Linked DNA regions of Mus musculus: regions 1 and 2 are each linked to region 3. A link is a contact called in public Micro-C data. All regions are on one chromosome and are shown on one strand. Each heading gives the region's core, a stretch centred on a gene start, on an enhancer-like site or on the middle of the called end of the contact. The rest is flanking DNA. Distances are from core to core; before and after follow the strand shown. Region 1 has its middle 14 kb from the start of Dlx3. Region 2 holds the start of Dlx4 (distal-less homeobox 4). Region 3 holds the start of Nxph3 (neurexophilin 3).

Region 1 (2,700 bases), core at 101-2,600, 410 kb after region 3:
CACACTCATAAGCCTATGATCTCAAGATAAGAGGATTGTGAATTCAAGGCTAACCTGAGGAAGAGCCAATTCCAGATCCTACCTACACTGTGGGGGCAGGCGCTTATAGTGACTGCAGTTACCATGGTCACCACCAGGTGGCAGGCCCGCCCACTTCCAAAGGACTAGCGGCTGGGAATTAGGATAACTCGGTTGAGTGATGGGTTTGCTTATTCATCCTTCGGTCATTTATTCGATTATCATTCATTCATGGTTTCTATTCCCCAAGCACATTTTTGTGCCAGGAGGCACTGTTTTAGATGTGGCTAGGACAAGGTGGACGGATGTTCTAGGCACTTCACCCTCCCTCTCTGCTCAGCGGGCGGTACAGGCTGTCGCTGGTCAGGCCTACAATGGCGGCAGGTGTCTGTGGGCCAGGTCTTAAGCCACATGGCGGACTGCCTGGGTTTCTTCCCGCTGCAGCCACTTGGGATGGTGCTCCTATCCTTTCCCTCTGTAGCAGAGCCAGCAGGCAGTGGGCCCTGCGCAATGTTTGGATCGCTGCCCTGTATCAGGTCGCCCGCAGCGGGTCTCAGGTGTAGCCACACAATGGTCCCTGGGGCTGAGGTTTTCCCCATCTCTCTTCTTCCTCTAAACACGCTCAACCTCAAACCGCCAATCCCAGCCCCCTCTCCTGCTGCTTCCTTCTGCTCTCTTCAGCAGCTTTTCTCAGAAGTAGCCAGGGAGCTGAGGATGGGTACTAGAGACGCCTGGGCCTGGGATGCTTGGGAATCCATCTGTTTTCTTCGAATCTCCCTCGCTGCCCCTCCTCCGTCCCCCCACCCCACCCCCCATGTCACTAGTTTCCGGTGTGTTGGAAGCATCTTCTCTTTGGCTGTTGACAGGGTCCCCTCCTAAGGACATCCTCTAAAGACCAGGGAGTTTGGGGTTGTACACTGCCCAGGCCTTAGTTCCTCACACAGAGCCCTGCATGCATGGTCCAGATGAAGGTGGTCTACTGCACACAACTATGTGTAGAAGGAGATCATGGGGACCCACCCACCTGTGCCAAGCAGGGTGATGTGTAGGAGGCGGCACTGAGGAACTCACCCAGTACCTGGCACCCTTTGCCCAAGGAGTTGCCCTGATCTAACGTGGAGGTGCCTGCTTCCCACCTTAATAAGAACCACGGGGCTTCAAGGGTTTACACCCTAAGGATGCTGAGCCTACAGGGGACAGAGAGTATCTTGGAAACCATTCTTTGAACAGGTTTCTGATTCCAGAAGAGATCTGCCACTTCTGCCCCAGCTCACATCCTCCCTTATCCAGGGTCCCGGGTCTGGCGACTCACAGCACAGCTCAGCTGGGAGGCATCTAGCTGTGCCCACAGCTCTGGCATCTGGCCGCTGGCCCCACATCCGAGGCGCTCTACTGAGACCTCCCTAGCAGTCCTCTTCCCCATTAGTGTTGTGTTCCCTGCAAGTACATCTAAGAGGTGGGCAAGGCCTGGCGCGCCAAGCGCTCGGGTGCCAGGTGGAGTGGGAGTTCCGCTCTTTATCAGTTCATCACATTCCGCGCATTCCCTCCGGGCTGAGTCGGGGAGGTCAGCCGGAAGGAAGAATGCGGGCGGGGGGTGGGGGTGGGGGCGGCTTAAAGTCCTTGGTCTGGGTCTGTGGGTCTGCTTTAGCTGGGCTTCTGCGGGGCTATCTCTGTTCGCTCCTTCCCTGCACCCCTCAGAGGTCTTCTTCAACACTGTGCGCTGCTCCAAGGTCTCCTCTCGGTGGCTCTCTTTCTCTTCCTGCTCTGTTCCCCTCGGATTTTTTTTGTTTTGTTTTATGTTCTGTCCCCGCCCCCTGCCCTTCTCAGCTGCCTTCTCTCTTCCATCTCTGAATGCTGATGTGAGTCGAGAGACAGGTGAGTAGAATTTATTTCGTGCAGACTGCTTCTGCTCTGACCATTTTCTATGTGTCTTGGGTCTAGGACTTGCCTTCTATGGCCATGGTCCCTTCCACCCTTGGGAACACCGTGTTCTGGGTTTCCAGCCCTGGTTCCCCTAGCCCTTACCACCTCCTCCTCCTCCTCCTCCTCCTCCTCCTCCTCCTCCTCCCCCCCTTCCCTCTCCCCTCCCCCCTCCTTCTCTTTTCCTGACTCTCTCTATCCTGGAGCGATTTCTTTTCAGAGCTCCCTTCCCGTCTTTACAAGGCTAACGGTGAAGGCCAGCCTTCCTGCCTCCCACCTGTACCTAGGTCACTTACTCTCTGGCTAAGATGCCTGCCAGTCTTCTCAGAAGCACCTAGGTATTGGTTTGGTTAGTACTTCAACAGTGTTGTCCTAATGCTAAAATGGGGTATGATAGTCAAACATCAACCCATGAGCCACATCCCCAGTTATCCTCAACATATTACATCAGAAACATAGAGCGTTGTGTCCTCCACAATATCAGAATTTATTGAAAAAAAACAATACATTCCCAAGCCGCCTTGGTTCGGTTGGCAGAGATTTGCCAGTTGTTCTGATTTTTTCCTGTGGTTGTTAACAGTTTCTTTGATTCTAATCTCAACTCCTAATATTAGCTGTCAGAGTCCACACTAACACTTCTCGCAAGAACACACAGATGCACAGGTTACAGGCCGACTGACTGTCCTGCGGGAGGCAGAGCTGACCTGAAGTTCAAGGAAGTCTGTGGAGGACCAGATAAGGAGTCCTACTACAGGAAGGAAA
Region 2 (2,700 bases), core at 131-2,630, 370 kb after region 3:
AGCCAGCACTACACAGAGAAATCCTGTCTTAGAAAATCAAACCAAACCAAAAGAATTGTCTCTCTCATTTTGCAAAGCAGCTTAGATGTGTGGGAAAGGGTAGCCCACACATGAGCATATATGTTCACGTTTGGACAGCCTTATTTCTGAGAAGGAAAATTAGTGATTTGACTTGTAATATACAAGCATATGTGCCAGGTAAGCACAATGTGTTTTAAATAAAAATATTACATTTATTTATGTTTGGGTTATGCGTATGTGTGAAGATCCATGCATAACAGAGCCCACATATGGAGCTCAAGAGACTAGCTCTTGGGAGTTTGTTTTTTCTTCCATTATATGGTCCTGGGGACTCCAACTCAGATGGTCAGGCTTGGTGGCAACCTAATTGCTCTTCATCTCTTGTCTGCTGAGCCATCTCATCCACCTCAATCCTGTGCTTTTATTCAAAGAGTTGCCCATGGTTGGGGATGCAGCTGTATATACACCACACCTTAAAGTCTGTGTTTGCCGGTCCATAAATGAGCCTCTTTTCGTAGAGGGATATTGGTATGTAACAATATATGTTGGATGAAGACTCTATGTATTTTTGTGCACGTGGCAACAGATGCTTGCATACATGGTGTTCATTAAGGCCTCCTGTCCTGCTAAGAGACAGGTCCCGAACACAGTCTGGAAGTACAATGGAGTTAGCCATATTTTCTGTGCCCTCCCAGGAGCCATCAAACTAGATTCATCCCCACTCCCAGATTTTGCCCCAGTTCCTGGGAGGCTACATTTTGCAGAGTGCCAGAAAAGGCGGGGCTCGGTACAGGCGAATCCCAGACAGCAGATTCCCTCCAGCAGCCTCAAGGGCCTGCAGGAGCTGTGGTGTCGCAACTAAACCGGGGCCCCTGCCGGAAGCGGAAGCTTGCATTGGGGGTGGTGAGGCGCAGTGGCGGCGGTCGCGGCGTGCCAGGCTCTGGGCGCTCGGCGGGGGCGTGCGCGCCACGCGCGTGCGGGGCAGGCTGGGCGCCAGGCGGCACCCTCCAGGCCCCAGCGTCTGTTTACCAACAAACTGCCATCGCTCTGCAGCTACGCATTCCGACGCGCTGAATAAGCGGCCGGCGCTGGCTAGCTGCTTTTTCCACTCCCTCGCAGAGCCCTGGCAGCGTGGGGCCATGCAGACCCGCGCGACGCGCACACAGGTTCTGAGTCTCCAAAGCGTCTCTAGTTACCGCGCAGCTTCCCTCGTCCCCTAGCCATCCCAGGCCCAATTTCCTAGCACCTTGAACATCGTTACTGAGACTTCCTGACTCTACCGATTCCCCAGGAACTCGGAGTTGATGCAGGGATGTGGGGTCCGGAGCTCGCATCCCTCCCGTTTCCCGGTGCACGCTAACACGAGGGGTGGGGGGCGGGCTCAGCTTGAGGTCACCAAGGAATAGCCAATCCGGGGTGTCTAAGTGGGCGGGGGACCCCTGGGGTCCCGGGAACCGAACCCAGAGGAAAAGATGGGGAAGGGTAAAACCACGGGGTACCCCAAAAAACCCTTTCCCGGGTGCGAGTTCTCTGCCGGAAGAGGCTCAGAGAGACATTTTTCCAGGCATCTGAAGTGTAAGAGTGGCTTGCTGGAGCTGGAGACTTTGAAAGGAGCTGGCAGAAAGAGTAGACAGCGTGCGGGCCATGACCTAGGCCCTGTGGCCCGGCACCGGCCGCAATGACCTCTTTACCCTGTCCCCTTCCTGACCGTGGTGCCTCCAACGTTGTCTTCCCGGACCTCGCCCCCGCCCTGTCGGTAGTGGCTGCTTACCCGCTCGGACTATCCCCGGGAACCGCAGCTTCTCCCGATTTGTCCTACTCCCAGTCCTACGGCCACCCCCGGTCCTATTCCCACCCTGGGCCGGCAACCCCAGGAGACTCCTACCTGCCCCGCCAGCAACAATTGGTGGCGCCATCTCAGCCCTTTCACAGGCCGGCTGAACACCCGCAGGAGCTCGAAGCAGGTAAGTGTGACCGCGGCGGCTCTCCTCACCTCTGGGGTCTGGGTTGTCTTTGCATAAATTTCGCGTTCTTCTGCTTGCGCGCAACTAGAGGGATTCAAACGCTTCTCTCTCCGATACCCAGGAATCTGCGGTAGGGGGAGGGCGAAGGATGGGGGAGGAGCGGAGGCAAGTTGATCTAGGTCTCCTTTTTAAATTCGACCTGGTTTCGATTTGCAGTTTTGAAAAGCCAGGCGGGAGGGCTCCCTACCCCACCCCCTGGAGCAGTGGAGCTGTGTGAGTACCTGTGTAACGGAAATTTGCCCTAATCCAGATGGAGAGGTGGAGATCTAACCCCTTCCCTGTGATTCTCCTCATCCTTCACTCCGTTCCGACATCATCCCTTTTGAGTTCTGGTCTCAGAAACCAGTATATAAATCAAACACTACTAAACAGAAATCAGTTTCCAGTTGGAGATAGGTAGACAACTAGGCTGGGTTCCTTCTCCTTTCCTGGGCCCCACCCCCTTTTCCTGGAGGTGCCTATACCCTGCAGGATCTGGGTATAAGACCCCCACCAACTGTTGCTCAAATAATAAACTTACAGGCTGGTCTACCAGTCTCCAGCTCTTTCCCTGGCCTCCTCTGCCTTGTGCCTAAGACATCTTTACCATCTCCACCTTTAACTTTGGGATACATTAGACCCAGCTTCGGTTGCCTGCAGCAAATCTGAGCTCCAC
Region 3 (2,700 bases), core at 81-2,580:
ACACACACACACACACACACACACACACACACACACACTGCAAAGAGCCCGAAAGGCCCAGGGCACCCAGGAGACAGGGGGCTCATCCAAGCTACCTCCTTCTGCAGTCTCTCCCTCTTTGCACTTGGCCCAGGCTGATATTAAGATTCATCTGCATTCCTCGCACAACGCCTGGCAGATGGTGGGGGAGGAGGCTGGGTGTGAGCTGGGGGCTGCAGCCAGGGACCACACTGGATCTCAGAGGGCCACAGAAGAGAGTGTGGAGAGCTTCCGGTAGACCCAGTGTAGGCTGGGGCCACTCCAAATGCCTCCATGCGGGTCCTAGGATTCGACCTTTTGTTTTTCTAAAGACCAAAGGAGTTGTAAAGAGCTCAGAAGGATGTCTAGCCATTGAGGGCAGGAGGGTGGTCCTGACCCTTTGGGATCTCTTGTCTAGGTCTTAATCTTTCTTGTCTTGGTGATTTGAAGAGAACAGAGCAACCTAGGACCCCACTGGGGTGGGGCCCTTTTCCGCCTGGTGACACCTGTGCCGTGGGAAATGGGTAGGGAAGAACATGCTCTGAGAGGCCTGTTCACGCCATTTATGCCTCTATTTCTCAGGAGGCAAACCCTTACCCCAACCTCAGAACCCAGCCTGGACCCTAGTGGTCTCTTCAGCCCAGCGCCTCAACCAAATGCTTCGTACTGATTGCTCTTAGGTCGTCTAAGAAGAAAAGGAACGAATGTGCTAGGAAAAAGGGTGCGAGCTAGACACTTAGAAGAACTTCCCTTAGCACCCTCATCAAGTCTTGCAGGAACCATCAGCTGTGATCCGCTGTAAATATCCTTGAGCCCTTAAAAATGGATTTAGGGAGAGTCGTCTTTCCAAATTCTAGGACTCCTAGGGTGGAGGTAGGTAGAGCGACAGATTCCCGTGTGCCCGCTACAGAAAAGAAGGCGCGCTGCCAGAAGGGCGGAAAAGCTGGTGTCCCCATCCGCGGTCTTCCAGCCTCTTGCCTCCTCACCCAGAGCTCCTCCGCCCTCCTCCTGTCCCCTACGCTGGAAATTGGGCGTCCCAGGTCCCCAGGCTGCTGGCCGGCAGGGGAGGAGTTAAATCCGGAGGTACCGACTGGGCTCACCGTACCTGCCGCCGCCGCCGCCGCCAGTGGGAGGGACGAGGAAGCGGGAGGCGCCTGGGCGCCAGGAGCGCTCCAGTCTGGCGGGGCGCAGAGCGGGGAGCGGGCGGCCGCGGCTCGGCGTGGCCCGGGGCGTCCGCCAGGGGGCGCGCCACGACGGGGCGGGAGGGGCCGTCTGGTCTGGGGAATTAGCACCGGGGACGGGCGCGCGCGCAGGTCCCCAGCACATCTGGGTGAGAGCCGAGCCTCTGGAAACAAGCCGGGCGCCGAGCGCCTGTCTGGAGCGGCAGAGTCACCGCTCAGCCGGAGCCCCTTCGAGACGCTCCGGGCGCACATCTGGGACTGGGAGAAGGGACCGCGCGGCGAGCAGCTGGACTCGGGGAGGGGGCGGCGGCTGCACAGCTGGACCGAAGGGGGCGGGGTCGGTCCCAGCAACTGGCTGAGGGGAGGGCCGCGAGCCACCGGGGACCGGAGCATGGGACAGCGCGCCTGAAGGAGCAGTCCGGGACGGAGGGGGCCTGGGACCCCGAAAGGAAAAGAGAGACGGGTGAGAGCAAAGGAGGAAGATGCAACTGACCCGTTGCTGCTTCGTGTTCCTAGTGCAGGGCAGCCTCTATCTGGTGAGTGGTCCGCGGGGAGCGGCGCAGGGCGGGGGCCAGGGGATGGGGAGAGCGCGGGAAGCTGCGGAGCCCTGAAACTTTCTCCCTCCCCCCACCCCGGCATCCTGGGGATGCGGTGAACGCTGGAGGCTAGGGGAGAGGGCGGGTCCGAGGCCAGAGGCCGGACTGGAAGGGTTAATAGGGGCGGGGAGGAGGGTGCTTGGATGGCCCACCCACTCCGCGGCTGATCGCGGGAGGTGCGAGTGACACTAGGGAAAAGGCCCCCCAAGCTGAGTAGCCAAGGATTACCCGACCTCTCGTAGCAGCATCCCAGGACGCGCGAAACGGGGGTGGGGCAGGTGACCTGCCCGGCCAGGGGACGCGGTATTCTTCTTTGACCTCTGGGGCCCAGAGAATCCCGAACTGTGGGCCCTGGCGCGCCAAACCCGGGCGGACCGGGGGCAGCCCCCGCGTCCCTGCCTCCCGCCGTCCCTCTCGCTCCCTCCCTCCTCGCCTGTTGTTTTCCTCGCCTCTCCCGGCAGCGCGCAGCCCGAGCCCCACAGGACCTGGGCAGGCGGCTCCCGCCCCAGGCGCTCAAAGCAGCTGAGCTGAGCGCCCAGACCCCGCTCCCCCGCGGCCCAGGGTGCCTTGGAACCCCACCCTGGACCCTACCCTGTAGCTTAACTCTCTCGCGACCCGCGCCCACCGCCCCACATCTGTCCCGACCCTAATCCTGTCCTGGAGAAGCCTCCGCCTCGGCGCCACTGGAACGGCCCCCTTCCTCAAAACAATTCCCATTGACAGCAACCCTTCCATTCCTAGTCCACTCTAGGACTAGGGAGGATGTCTTCCCTGCTTGGCCCTTTCCTGTGGCCCTCTTTACTACTGAGCTATTGACTGTCTCAACCATTTAGTTAAACCCTAGAGCCAAGTACGCACAGGTGGGCAGCCTTAAACCCAAACCCAGGAGCCTTCCTTCTTGACTC

The links. Hi-C and Micro-C count contacts between places; a contact is called where the count stands out from the background.
Region 1: a contact with region 3 is called in a Micro-C map of embryonic stem cells, with 3 times the contacts expected there. The contact joins the enhancer-like site here to the promoter of Nxph3 in region 3. A contact is called at or near these places in 2 of 39 promoter capture datasets (embryonic stem cells and pre-B cells), 9 of 15 datasets of contacts at CTCF or cohesin (the G1E-ER4 cell line, the NIH/3T3 cell line, embryonic stem cells and 4 more), 175 of 484 Hi-C or Micro-C datasets (the 63-12 cell line, the AML12 cell line, the AtT-20 cell line and 101 more), 21 of 115 datasets of contacts at active chromatin or transcription factors (the HPC-7 cell line, the NIH/3T3 cell line, T-cell acute lymphoblastic leukemia and 14 more) and 3 of 9 other capture datasets (adipose tissue, embryonic stem cells and liver).
Region 2: a Micro-C map of embryonic stem cells shows a contact between it and region 3, with 1.8 times the contacts expected there. The contact joins the promoter of Dlx4 here to the promoter of Nxph3 in region 3. A contact is called at or near these places in 9 of 39 promoter capture datasets (the 3T3-L1 cell line, embryonic stem cells, hippocampal neurons and 3 more), 1 of 15 datasets of contacts at CTCF or cohesin (large pre-B cells), 7 of 484 Hi-C or Micro-C datasets (the HPC-7 cell line, bone marrow-derived dendritic cells, embryonic fibroblasts and 3 more), 9 of 115 datasets of contacts at active chromatin or transcription factors (the 230-238 cell line, astrocytes, bone marrow-derived macrophages and 5 more) and 2 of 9 other capture datasets (adipose tissue and macrophages).

What each region holds. Positions count from the first base shown.
Region 1 is chr11:95,104,476-95,107,175 of GRCm38.p6, reverse strand. No RefSeq gene overlaps it. Among named protein-coding and RNA genes, the nearest start is that of Dlx3, 14 kb to the left of the region's middle. Within about 2 kb of position 1,350, at least 85 of the 459 cell types and tissues checked have an H3K27ac peak or open chromatin away from gene starts, as enhancers often do. A contact at or near this core is called in the AML12 cell line, the C2C12 cell line, the CH12 cell line and 18 more, where this site is marked.
Region 2 is chr11:95,144,481-95,147,180 of GRCm38.p6, reverse strand. It overlaps Dlx4 (distal-less homeobox 4), which reads left to right and starts at 1,380. Exons shown (of 3, transcript NM_007867.4): 1 at 1,380-1,985. The coding sequence starts at 1,700. It overlaps Dlx4os (distal-less homeobox 4, opposite strand), which reads right to left and starts at 2,128. Exons shown (of 3, transcript NR_040279.1): 1 at 1,907-2,128.
Region 3 is chr11:95,513,195-95,515,894 of GRCm38.p6, reverse strand. Nxph3 (neurexophilin 3) reads left to right here and starts at 1,330. Exons shown (of 2, transcript NM_130858.3): 1 at 1,330-1,735. The coding sequence starts at 1,682.